Regions from separate parts of the Mus musculus genome. Here all the other regions are linked to region 1. A link is a contact called in public Hi-C data. All regions are on one chromosome and are shown on one strand. Each heading gives the region's core, a stretch centred on a gene start, on an enhancer-like site or on the middle of the called end of the contact. The rest is flanking DNA. Distances are from core to core; before and after follow the strand shown. Region 1 holds the start of 1700010I14Rik (RIKEN cDNA 1700010I14 gene). Region 2 overlaps Pde10a (phosphodiesterase 10A). Region 3 has its middle 43 kb from the start of 1700010I14Rik.

The links. Hi-C and Micro-C count contacts between places; a contact is called where the count stands out from the background.
Region 2: a Hi-C map of brain shows a contact between it and region 1, with 2.0 times the contacts expected there. The contact joins the enhancer-like site here to the promoter of 1700010I14Rik in region 1. A contact is called at or near these places in 3 of 484 Hi-C or Micro-C datasets (the Patski cell line and brain) and 1 of 9 other capture datasets (liver).
Region 3: a contact with region 1 is called in a Hi-C map of Th1 cells, with 2.4 times the contacts expected there. The contact joins the enhancer-like site here to the promoter of 1700010I14Rik in region 1. A contact is called at or near these places in 1 of 15 datasets of contacts at CTCF or cohesin (CD8 T cells), 2 of 484 Hi-C or Micro-C datasets (Th1 cells and stem cell-derived neural progenitor cells), 2 of 115 datasets of contacts at active chromatin or transcription factors (CD8 T cells and memory CD8 T cells) and 2 of 9 other capture datasets (adipose tissue and pancreatic islet).

The regions. Positions count from the first base shown.
Region 1 is chr17:8,986,116-8,990,066 of GRCm38.p6, reverse strand. It overlaps 1700010I14Rik (RIKEN cDNA 1700010I14 gene), which reads right to left and starts at 1,734. Exons shown (of 10, transcript NM_025851.3): 1 at 1,646-1,734. The coding sequence starts at 1,670. Pde10a (phosphodiesterase 10A) reads right to left here. Exons shown (of 22, transcript NM_011866.2): 22 at 3,419-3,951.
Region 2 is chr17:8,923,868-8,927,818 of GRCm38.p6, reverse strand. All of the region lies in intron 3 of Pde10a (phosphodiesterase 10A), which reads right to left. Among named protein-coding and RNA genes, the nearest start is that of 1700010I14Rik, 62 kb to the left of the region's middle. Within about 2 kb of position 1,843, at least 19 of the 459 cell types and tissues checked have an H3K27ac peak or open chromatin away from gene starts, as enhancers often do. A contact at or near this core is called in brain, where this site is marked.
Region 3 is chr17:9,029,487-9,033,437 of GRCm38.p6, reverse strand. No RefSeq gene overlaps it. Among named protein-coding and RNA genes, the nearest start is that of 1700010I14Rik, 43 kb to the right of the region's middle. Within about 2 kb of position 1,812, at least 64 of the 459 cell types and tissues checked have an H3K27ac peak or open chromatin away from gene starts, as enhancers often do. A contact at or near this core is called in CD8 T cells, Th1 cells and stem cell-derived neural progenitor cells, where this site is marked.

The DNA.
Region 1 (3,951 bases), core at 485-2,984:
TTCCATACTGCTGTTCATCACCAAAGGAAGTCAGGACTGGAACTCAAGCAGGTCAGGAAGCAGAAGCTGATGCAGAGGCCATGGAGGGATGTTAATTACTGGCTTGCTTCCCCTGGCTTGCTCAGCGTGCTCTCTTACTACCAGACTACCAAGACTACCAGCCCAGAGATGGTCCCACCCACAAGGGGCCTTTCCCCCTTGATCACTAATTGAGAAAATGCCTTACAGTTGGATCTCATGGAGGCATTTCCTCAACTGAAGCTCCTTTCTCTGTGATAACTCCAGCTGTGTCAAGTTGACACAAAACTAGCCAGTACACCACCTCAGCCCATTTAAGAAAACCTCTCAGGGCATGGCCACAGGGCAACCTCATTTAGACAATTTCTTTTCAGAGCTCCTTTGTGAATTTATTTTGTGTCAGGTTGATAATCAAAATTAACTATCCCCTTGGTGTCTGTGTTGTAGGGTTTTATAGGGGGGATACCTCTCTCCAAGGTACTGACCAACACACACATGCACACCATACATGCAAAAACTAGACCAGCCTCAGAAGGGTCATAAAAGTCCAGGTTCAGGAAGCTCTACAGATACTGGTCTCCAATGTACCTCAGCAGACATGAGCCACATGCTTACTCTAATGACAAGAGACCATGTCTCCCAGCAGATGTCCTGCCAATGGCCTGGCTCTGAGCCTTGTGTGTGTTGAGTGTCTAGCATGCGGGCTGACCTGGCTAAGCACAACTGAGGCTGTTACCAGTTAGCCTCGTCACTCTCAAGGGACATCTGCAGTGTTGTCAGTGTCCCATCAATGTCAATGACCTCCACATCACTGCATGTGGATATGGGGGTTGGCTGTGCACTAGGACAGTAGACTTGCAACCTGTTGCTCTAGCAATATTCCCTGAGTGAACTCTGCCTCTCAATACTGGTGGTGTCACTTAGAGCTAGACTGTTAGGTTGTTAGATTTATTACATGTGAGCTGTTCCCTACTTTTATTATGTGTGGACAATCATCTATGTATTCGAAACAGACACCTGCTTGCCTGCCTGCCTCTCTGACCTGTAAGTCACATACCAAGAGAGCGGTGTGGTACAGGAAGTTTTGCAAAACTCTCAGCTTCAAAACAAAAAGCACTGAACGAGTATGGTGAGCCCCTCCATCCCTTTCCCTCCAAGGTACTTTTACACACACACACTCCATACGCCTTTACACACATCCTATAACACACATACCAAGGTGATAGTTACTTTTGATTATCAGTCTGACACAAAATAGAATCCAGGAAGGAACTCTCAAAAGAAATTGTCTAGATGAAGTTGTCCTGTGGCCATGACCTGAGGGGTTTTCTTAAATGGGCTGAGGTGGGAAGACCCACTCTGTTTCCTGGCGGGGTCCTGGAGCTGAGTGGAGAAATGGTGCGCGTGTGTTCTTTGCTCTCTGTTTCCGGTTGAGGACAGAAGTAGCCAGCTTCCTTAAGCTTCTGAAAGGTCTGAGTCGCTGGGTCCAAGCAAACCCTCCTGATCCAGGAGCTGACTTCCTGCCACCAGAAAGGTTTTTACTTTCAAAACCACTTCTGAGAAACCAGCTTTCCTGGACAAACATCAACCGGGTCAAAACCCACAAAAATAGAGGCAGACCACTTACAGTCAGGTTCCTGATCCTCAGCCATTGCCCCTCTGGTCGGCTCGCTGCCAACGGAAGCTGCAGTTGCCAACGGAAGCTGCAGTTGCCAACGGAAGCTGCAGTTGCCATGGAAACAGTAAATATTCCTAGCCCCTCCCCCTCAGTGTAACTCTGGCGCCCGGCCACAGGGTGGCAGAATAACAGAATAGCCAGGAGTCTGCCACCTTCCCCAGCCAGGTCTGGGAGCCCTGGAGGGATGCTCACTGGTTTTACTTTGCAAAACAAAACTAGGCAAGATTCATTACAGAGCATGGGACAAAAGATAACTGGTGTCCCCAGTGAATGTGCCCCCGCTGCAGTCCTTGGTTCTAGACGCAAGAACCAGAGCACACGGGATGCTAAAGAGGAGGGCTGAGGTGTTTCTGGACACGCGATAGGGTCACCAACTCAGATCCTCGAGTTCAGACAGAAAGGGAAGAACTCTGGTTTGCACAAGGCATGTGCTAGTAAGAGCGGCACCTCCCCTACTTCTGGAAAATGTTAATCTCCCCCCCCCCCCCACCCTACGGCCGAAAAAAAAATTCTTCCAAATCATGGCTTATGTCAGCGTAATCATTCTATCCCTTAGGTGACAAAAATCAGAACGTCAAGGGTCAAATATGTGTCGATTCTTAAGAATATAGTAAAACCCATATTCCCTCCTATTGTTTAGTCGTCTATCAAAGTGATTGAAGGAGAAGTATATTCAATTATTATCACTGCAACGACCTGTCAAAACTAAGGTGGATTTTTGTGGAAGCAAATCCCTGGCTCACTGCCCATGTTGTCCCCACGTGGGGGAGGGGGTGGCTCCTGAAGGCAGAGGAATGGAAGGACCAGACACCTGCGTTCACCCAGGGAAGAGTTTTGAGCAGCAATGGCTAAGTGCTATGGAAAGCCAGGAAGAACAGAGTTGCACCTAGTCCCAGGTGACCTATAACCTTAACCTATGACTCGGGCAGTGAATTCTGACCCTTTCAGCCTGGTTTGATATGAAAGGGAACTAGCAACTTTTCCACAGTGCCAGGCTGGAACCCACTCTTCAGAGGCAAACGAATGCCCTACCACCGAGCCACACACCCTGACCCCTTCCCCGTGAGGCTCAGGGCAGAGATGGTGGTGTTGGAGGAGGTAGAGCACATGTACACACAGTCTACCTCTGTCTTGGGTTTCTATTGCTGTCATAAACACTATCACCAAAAGCAACTTGGGAAGGAGGGTGTTTATTTCAGTTTACTCTGACCTTGAAGGAAATTGGAACTCAAACTGGGCAGAAACCTGGAGGCAGGAGCTGATGATGCAGAAGGCCACAGAGGAGTACTGCTTACTGCCTTGCTTCCTGTGGCTTGCTCAGGCTCATTTATTCCACAGTCGGGACCACCGGCCTAGGGTGTGGCACCACCCATAGTGGACCCTTCCATATCAATCACTAATCAAGGAAAATGTCTCACAGACTTGCCTACAAGTGAGTTACTATGGCATTTTCTCAGCTGAGGTTCCTCTTTCCACATAACTCTAGCTTGTGTGAAGTCAACAAAAACTAACCTGATAGGAGCAGGAAACAGATTTAACACTTATACTGAGAAGCTGGCCTCTGGCTCCTTTCTGGAGAGCAAGTGTTTTCTCAGCTGCATTTCATACAGACTGTGTTGACTCTCAGCCAAACAGTGTCTGTGGGAAGATCTGGCTGCCACCTATGGACAGCTTCTCTGGGCATCTGTCGCCTTCCCCACAAACGAGAGCAAACTTGAGAGATGATATTTTAAAAATGTTGTATTCAATTATTCACACCAAAGAATATCCATTAAAATTATGAACATTTCTAAATATATTTCATGTATCATACATATATATATACTTTATATGTATAATTACATATCCACAAAAGATTTCTTACTTCTTTAAGCATGTGAATAGAACAAAGATAGAGATTTTTGCAATGTAACACCCATATATGCATATATACTGGCTGTTTGAATTATGAATTTATTTACACCTTGTCTGAGTTATAATAAATGATTAATGTTCTATTATACAAACATAACAGTAAAGTTTTTTTAAATACAAAGACTGCAAATGAATACATGAAAAATTACACACATGTACAATATTTATAATTTATAAATGCAAAGATAAGACCTCTTTAAATTATTGCACTTGCGCACTTTACAAAGATTTTTTTTATGTCATACATATAAAATCATCTTTTTTTTTTGGAATTTACTAACTCATCAACTATAATAATGTTGGATATCATAAGCTTGAAATTCTTTCTTTCCCCTTCAAAA
Region 2 (3,951 bases), core at 594-3,093, 62 kb after region 1:
ATGGCAGGGGGATACGTGCCTGCCTTCACTGTCTGGAAATGAGGAGAGTAGAATCCCTACAATGGACAAAACCAAAGCTGCAACCAGAATGGTCTGATCTGGTGCCCCTGCCCTATCAACGGGACAGCCCTGTGGCATGCTCTCAGATCTCTAACTGTAAAGTTCTGGGAGAGCGGGCAGAAACCTTGATGTGATCATCACAGCAGACTTGTCAATGAAACCTTGGGGGAAGCCAGCTCACAGGCTTGAGAGTTTTAAATCAAGAATGGGAGAGGCCAGGCCCGGGGGAGCGAGGACCTTGACGTACAACGAACAAATGTATAAAGCAGACATTTTCCCTCCTTCCCCACAAGCCTGCAGCTTCCTACCTCAATAAGTGTTTGTGGTTACGTTTCCAAAACTGGAGGACCTGGGTGTGACCTCTACCCTGACCACGGGCCACCGGACTGCATCTGTGGTGATTTACTGCTGGGGTCGGTCTCAGGAACAGACTGCTATTACTCCCCAGCTCTTTCCTAGCTTGAGACTCTTTCCGACTCCCATCTTACAAAGGCGCCAGTGTGGTGACAGAATAGACTCACAGGCAGTTCAAATCCCAGAGCCGGCAGAACAGCACTGTGTGGGTTACAGCCTGAGAAGGCTCCTTTGTGAATTGTTCTGAAGAGCTCCATAGAATATTAGACAGCCACAACCACTCTTTTCTACTGCCCACCGATTCTCTACTGACTCTGAAGTCTCCCCAACTCCTGGGAATATGCTTATCTGAGACACACGCTGACCAGGAGGACAGCCGAGCAGAGAGAGAGAGAATGACCATGCCAAAAGCCGCACAGGATGTGTGGGGTTAATTTGGTGGGGGTTTTTGTGTGGGGGTGTGAATTCTGGGAACTTAACCCTGATCTCACGATTGCCAGACAAGTGTTCTACCATTGAGCTGAATCTCTGGCTTTCAGCAAGATTCAGCAAGTAGACACATGAATAGCTGAGATCTGTTACAAATGTCTCCATATTCAGTCCTTTCTCATAGTCTGGCAATAACCCTTTAATAACAGTCTGTTCCCACTGAGGTCAGCACCTAGCAGCTTCATACACACACACACACACACACACACACACACACACACACATACACACACAGAGAGACAGACAGAGAGACAGAGAGACAGAGAGAGATCCTGGGACATGGATGGACTGCTCATCATGGAATGTCATCTCTGGCCTCTAAGTCTCTCATCTACGTGACAGGGGGTGCACTCTATCCATCTTCAAAACTTTTAACACTTCATAAAGTTCACGTGAGTGCCAAGTGGCAGCTGTCCTTTAAGATAGCTTGTGATCAAGAGCTAAGGAAGTCAGTTCCAGCACTGCCCAGCTTCCCGAACCCTGGGATCCCGTGCCAGTTCACACTGATCTTGCCGCAGAGCAACCTTTATCAAGGGTAACTCCACTGAAGACAGCACCTCGCAACAGGTGCGGTGCCAGAAAACAGAAAGCAGAGTATGTCCAGTCCTACCCGACGGATGTCATGGTATCTCCTACAAAATCTTATTGTGTTGTGTCCTCGACTGTCACCAAGTGGTCACTGTGGTGCCTCCTCACTGTGGTGCCCCAGGGCGTCTGGCATTTGTCTGCACTGTGGATCCTGGAGACTGAGTCGGCTGGCATCCTCAGCCTGCAGAGTAAGCACTTTACGAGCTGAGCTGTCTCTCCAGCTCAGTCGAGGCATTTTAAAGTAAGCAAAGCTATAAATAAAGGGTTTTTTTGGTCATGCAGACACCACAAGCTGGAGTATCCTAACTGCTCTCCAGCTGAGCACTGGCAAGGAATGACCAATGAAGTGCACAAGCCTCAGAGGCAGAGGCGGAGATAGAGGCAGAGGGAGGCACACCATAGTATGGAGTGAGGGGCTGGCTTCCAGCAACCATTCATTTTAAACTCTCAGTGGCAGACAAGGAAACTGCTGGCTGCTCAGTGGTGAGTACTCTCCTAGCATCTGCAAGACCCAGGAATCCACCTTCGGCAATGCCTCAGAAAACAGGCAAGAATAGTTACTGACAGGGTCACAGGAGGCTTACCCTAGAGGTCTGGGAGAAGGGACACGGTAGCTGCACTTTCAGTCCTGGAAAGAGACTCTGAGGACTTCTGCGCCCCCTGTAACAGGAGCAAGGCCTGTTCCTGAGAGCAGAATTGGGGGTTTGGAGAAAGCTAGAGAAGATGCAAGACATCATAGAAGGAGAGCAGACATGGGCCACCAGCTCAGGGGAGAGGCCAGCCTCCCCAAAGGATTCACACTGAGCTGAGGGAATCAGGCAGGATTTTACAAACAAATGGGGTATGCGTCTGAAAAGGTAGTACCATCAATTCTATGCAAGCTAAACGGAAACAACAAAATGAAGAATACTGTATTCAAGGGCTTGGTAAAATGAATATGAACTAATTTAACTTGGAGCAAAAAAGACCACCAGGATGCAAAGAGCTACTCAGATAATAATTCAGGCAAAGGAGAATCATACAATCGTTAAGAGTCATCAATGACAACAGCAAACAATTCCAACACTTCCATCGCTGCTAGAAACCAGCATATAGGCTTCAGGGTGTCCGTCTCTAGTGATTAAAGTTCCCAGCAGTGTGCTCTTGCTGGGGGAAGTAACAAGAAAGCATGAGCAAGCAGCCATGTCTTTGACAAATAAATCAAACACCTTAATGAGAATCTGCGATGGGAGGCCAAATGGATTCATCAAGGCACACTGTTTGTAGGTATTTTCTATATTTCTCTCTTCACAAGAAAGAAGAACATTGAATAGCAATGTTCACACTGCCTGGGCTTCAGAGGACCAGAAGCAGCTGTGCACCTGGGCTTCAAACAATACTTCTGTCGTGATGTCTTTAAATATCTACACCCTGGTGTGGCTTTATGGCTGCTGAGAATGGTCGGGTAAAACAGGTTAACAGCTTGAAATCTTGTGGAAGAGGAATGCTGAGCTCCTGTCTTTAGAACTGGCTATTGTGTGGCTTCGTTACTGAGCTTCAGAGTAAACGGCTCCCAGTGGCTACCATTGGATGTGCCTGTCTTTTACATAGCACCATCAGCATGCAGTCAGAAACAACTCTTCATAGACGAATGGTCTGTGTGTTCAATCCACTGCTGATGCGGTGGGCTTTGCTTGAAATCTGAGCAAGCAGATCCAGTAACACTGAGAGCTGTGCCCAGGTAGCAGGAGGACTCACTGACTTGCCCCGGTAATCGTTTTATATTGAATGCACTTGGGATGCCGGTGTGCTCAGAGCTCCTTAGAGGCTTCCACAGCTCCTGTGGCTTACCTGAATAGCCAGCAGTTAAAGGCTGAAACACACCACCCACAGCCTGGGAGGGAAAGCGTTCTTCTATACACTCACAAGTTCCAGTGCCTGAAGCAACTTCAAGCCTTCAAACCACATGTTTGATCGTGAGAAGCCTGGCTTCCCTCGTAAGCATCCCAAGAGCTCCTCCTCTTTAGGGTGCAGTGACTTTCCAGAAGAGAAATACTCACTGGGCCATTGGATGTTTAGAGTTGAGAATGTTCCCATTTTCTTTTACCTGTCCGGGACCTGGCATCTCTGATGTGTTCTTTGGATACTGCTTTGGTTAATGCCGTAAACTTGGCAGGATCCAGAAAGCAAGCTTTCTGAGTGCCATGTCTGAGAGGGCGTTTCTAGATTAGATTGGTTGAGGTGGGGCAGCCTACCCTACATGTAGACAGTAACACTTCATGTGCTGGGGGGGGAGGGGGGTGGGGCGGGGCTGGGCTGCACTGAAAGATGAAAGTGAACTGAGTACCCACATCCATCTCTGCTCCCCGATCTCATCTGCAGGGCGACAGCTGCTCCACTCGGCTGCAACGGCTTTCCCACCAAGACGGGCTGTCATCCTCCTCCAAATTGTGAGCCCAAACAAGCCCCTCCTCTCTCAAG
Region 3 (3,951 bases), core at 563-3,062, 43 kb before region 1:
TTCTTCTCCTTTCCCCCTCCCCCTCCTCGCTCATCTTCCCTTCTTCTCTTCTTTCCCCTATCCTCTTTTCCCCTCTTCTCCTCTTCCCTCCCCACTCCCCTCCTCTACATTCCCCTCCCTTTTCCCCTCCCCTCTCCTCTCCTTTCTCCCTCTCCCCTTTCCATTTTCCTTCCCTCCTCTTCCCTCCCCTCTCCTCTCCTCCCCCTCCTCGCTCATCTTCCCTTCTTCTCTTCCTTCCCCTATCCTCTTTTCCCCTCTTCTCCTCTGCCCTCCCCCTCTCCTTTTCTCCTCCCCTCCTCTTTTCTCCCCTCCCATCCTCTCCTCCCCTCTATTCTTTTCTCCACCCCTCTCCCCCTCATTTCTCCCATTCCTCCCTTCTGTCCAGCCCTATTCCTTTCATACCTATTCCCATACTTTCTAGTCCCTACAAACAAAAAGTACACCCCTGTGGCGAAGCTAGCTTCCATGGTCAGATCACTGCTCTACAGCTGCCCCACACTGAGGCCCATGTTCTGTTCTAGTTCCCTGAAACCACAGTGATTTTGGGGAAGGAGGATGAAATAAAACCCTACCCACTGCTCATACTCAGTATGTAGGGAAGAAACAGGCTCTGCAAAGATTGCTGAGCAAAATCCCTGCTGAGATAGTTGAGAGTCAGTGCAAAGAAATGGTAGTTTAAATCCACAACAGGGGGGTGCCAGACTGTCCTTGCCTGAGGCTTTTCTGGTCAGAGGACTGTGCCTGCCCACTCTATGTACTGTTTAAGCACCCACCCCACCCCCAGATCCTCTTTGTAGATTAGCCAGCCCTATGGTAGCTCAGCTTGTCTTTGTTCAATCTAAACCTCAAGCTTGTCTGAAATCTTACAAGATAGGTGGAAATCAGAATGGGACACGGGCTGTGGGTGGCTTTGGCAGTACGCGTCTCTATTAAGTAGACTCAATTTAGTACTGGGTAAAGGGAAAGACGAAATTAGAATCGTGGTTGGCAGAAATAGTCTCCATCTGGCACTGTAATTACACACTGTCTTGACCTGAGCAATCTTTGCTGTTCCAAATGCTGTTTCCTTTGGAAAGCAAATTTTAAAAGACGCTGTAAACCACAGGTTAGGAAATACATGGTTCCAAATATCCACCACACCTTTTAGACAAGGGAGTCGTATCCTGCTTCTCTATTATGGCTCTGTCTTTTATAATTAAATGAACTCTCTAGTCACCCGATGAATGTCACCTCTTTACAGCGGGATAAACAGAAGAGATCTCCGGGTCTATTTTCGCCAGTGACATCAGACACTATTTCGATGGGGCTATGACTCAGTATCCTCCTTGGCGCCCTCACTCCTGAAGTTCTTTTAAGGGTGAGCCTGGGTTGCTGCCGGCATGCGGCATTTTCAGAGCCTCATGGAGCTCTTTATATCAACCCTTGACTTCACCTTCAATGCCAACAGGAAATTGTATATGGCTCTAATCTCCCCAGTAGAGCTCTGCCAGAAAGCCGGGTTCTGTGCGGTATAATGGCGCCACCTACTGGTCACACGTGTCCTCCTTTAGCCTGCCTCCGTTTTGTTTTTTTGGTGTTCTGTTTCCGTATTCTGATGTGTCTGTCCTCAGAGACTTTGTTTTTAGCTTTTCTACTTCGCAGCTGCAGCAAGCTGGACTGATAAGCAAACGATATCACCACCTGATCGTCTGTTCTATAGGTCCTAAGATCTTACCGCTGACGGGGGAAGTCATGGACAGACACCAGCTTGACTTGATGACTCTGTCCTTGAACCCAAGCAGCCTGATAATCCAGCCTGATGATCCGGGCCGAGCCTCACTTCCCTTGCCTCAGCCAAGCGGCCGTGCAAACCTTCACTAGACCCCAAACGCCCTTCCTACTCCCTCAACGGGCACCTGCTCTCCTAGGCATCCACACAAATGGATTGCTTTTAAACAGAAAATGACACTGACTGTCACTAGACGTAACAAGTGCCTTATGTACATTTCATTGGAAGCACAAGCTGAAATTAGCCTGTCAGAATCTTACTTTTCTGGATGCCAGTGTGTCGTGTGGCAGAATTAGCTCAAGAGAATAAAGAGCAGGCTTGCCTGTCAGAGAGCTTCTCTCCACAATTCTCTTGCTTTGTGTGCCTGGCTTAATTCAAATGCTTTTTTCATGCTTGAAGGGGTAGGTGTGTGTGTGTGCGTGTGTGTGTATGTGTGTGTGTGTGTGTGTGTGTGTGTGTGTGTGTGTGTGTGTGTGTGTGTGTGTGTGTGTGTGTGTGTGTCTGTGTGTGTGTGTGTGTGTGTGTGTGTGTGTGTGTGTGTGTGTGTGTGTGTGTGTGTGTGTGTGTGTGTGTGTGTGTGTGTGTGTGTGTGTGTGTGTGTGTGTGTGTGTGTGTGTGTGTGTGTGTGTGTGTGTGTGTGTGTGTGTGTGTGTGTGTGTGTGTGTGTGTGTGTGTGTGTGTGTGTGTGTGTGTGTGTGTGTGTGTGTGTGTGTGTGTGTGTGTGTGTGTGTGTGTGTGTGTGTGTGTGTGTGTGTGTGTGTGTGTGTGTGTGTGTGTGTGTGTGTGTGTGTGTGTGTGTGTGTGTGTGTGTGTGTGTGTGTGTGTGTGTGTGTGTGTGTGTGTGTGTGTGTATATGTGTGTGTGTGTGTGTGTGTGTGTGTGTGTGTGTGTTACCCTTCTAAACTTCGAAATTATCACTGCATGAGTGTGTGTGGTGGGGGGGGGTGTTGGGGTGAAATTGCCATTTCCTATAAGGTCCCAATGCTTTTTCCCCCTTTTACTTTATCTCTGCAAATGAGAATTTATCAAAGGCTAAGCCTTAGTCTTTTGTGATAAAAAAAAAAAAAAAAAAAAAACCTAACAAAGTATGCCGGTGGGGGGAAAAAAAATATGTAAAATTCACATTGCTGCTGGAAAGATCAAAGCTTAAGGATGCTGCCCAGAATGACTGATTTCCCGTCAGCTCCGAGGCTTCAGGACACCAGCGAGCTCTTCTGTGAAAGCAAGGTGTTAGAAGCAGGTGTCTGAGATGCTTAGGGCTGTTAGAGGTCTCACTGGTCTCTCTGGTATGTTGCCCCCTTCTGGCAAAGGGCAGCTTATAATCTGATCCTTCAGAGAACAGCTTCAATGCATACTACTCACATGAACAGCCGCTACAGACCTAACACCACACAGATGAGAGTGTTACAAACTGAGATTGTTCCAGAATTGATGCTCAAGTTGAGTGAGTCCACTTTCTGCCAAGTAAAGGAACACCAGAGAAACTTAAAAAAAAAAAAAAAAAAAAAAAAAAAAAAAAAACAGAAACAAGGGTTGTTTGTGTTTGTAGTTACACGCCTGGCTTTTGGGAAATAGTGGTTGACTCTATCCTTGTTGCCTGTGTTGAGGAATAACATCAATGGTGGAAAGTTCTCTTCAAGGACATGTCCCCAGTGAACTCATTTCCTTCCATGGGGCCCACATCTTAAAGGTCCCATCATCTGCCCATCAGATAGGGACCAAAGATTGCAGTGTGGGGATGTTGTCTCAGCCCAGATTTTAAACTACAGCCAATGAAGCTGCCACAAGTCCTTGTGAGCAAGTCTTCAGATGTATACGCTTTCACTTTCTTGAGTAAAAACTAAGAACACCAGGTAGACATTGTGGATACATTTCTGGATCACATGAGAGGCACACATGGAAGATACTGCAGAGGCTCACCACCCCTTCTGTAGCGTCGGGTGGTGATTCAGTCTCATGACTCCTGGGTTACAGAGCTTGGCATCCTGGACCCTTTGTGTGCTCTTCAGCACCGTGCAACCCACTCTTTGATGGACTTTGCCAGGAGGTGCCTTTCTGTGATCATTCACCTGCATTCCTCACAGTGCCGGCTATTGTTGGATGTGCTTGTACCGTGTGGTTCCATTGATCTGCCCTCAGTGAGAAACCATAGTCCCTCATAAGGAGCAGGTCCAGCTTCCCAA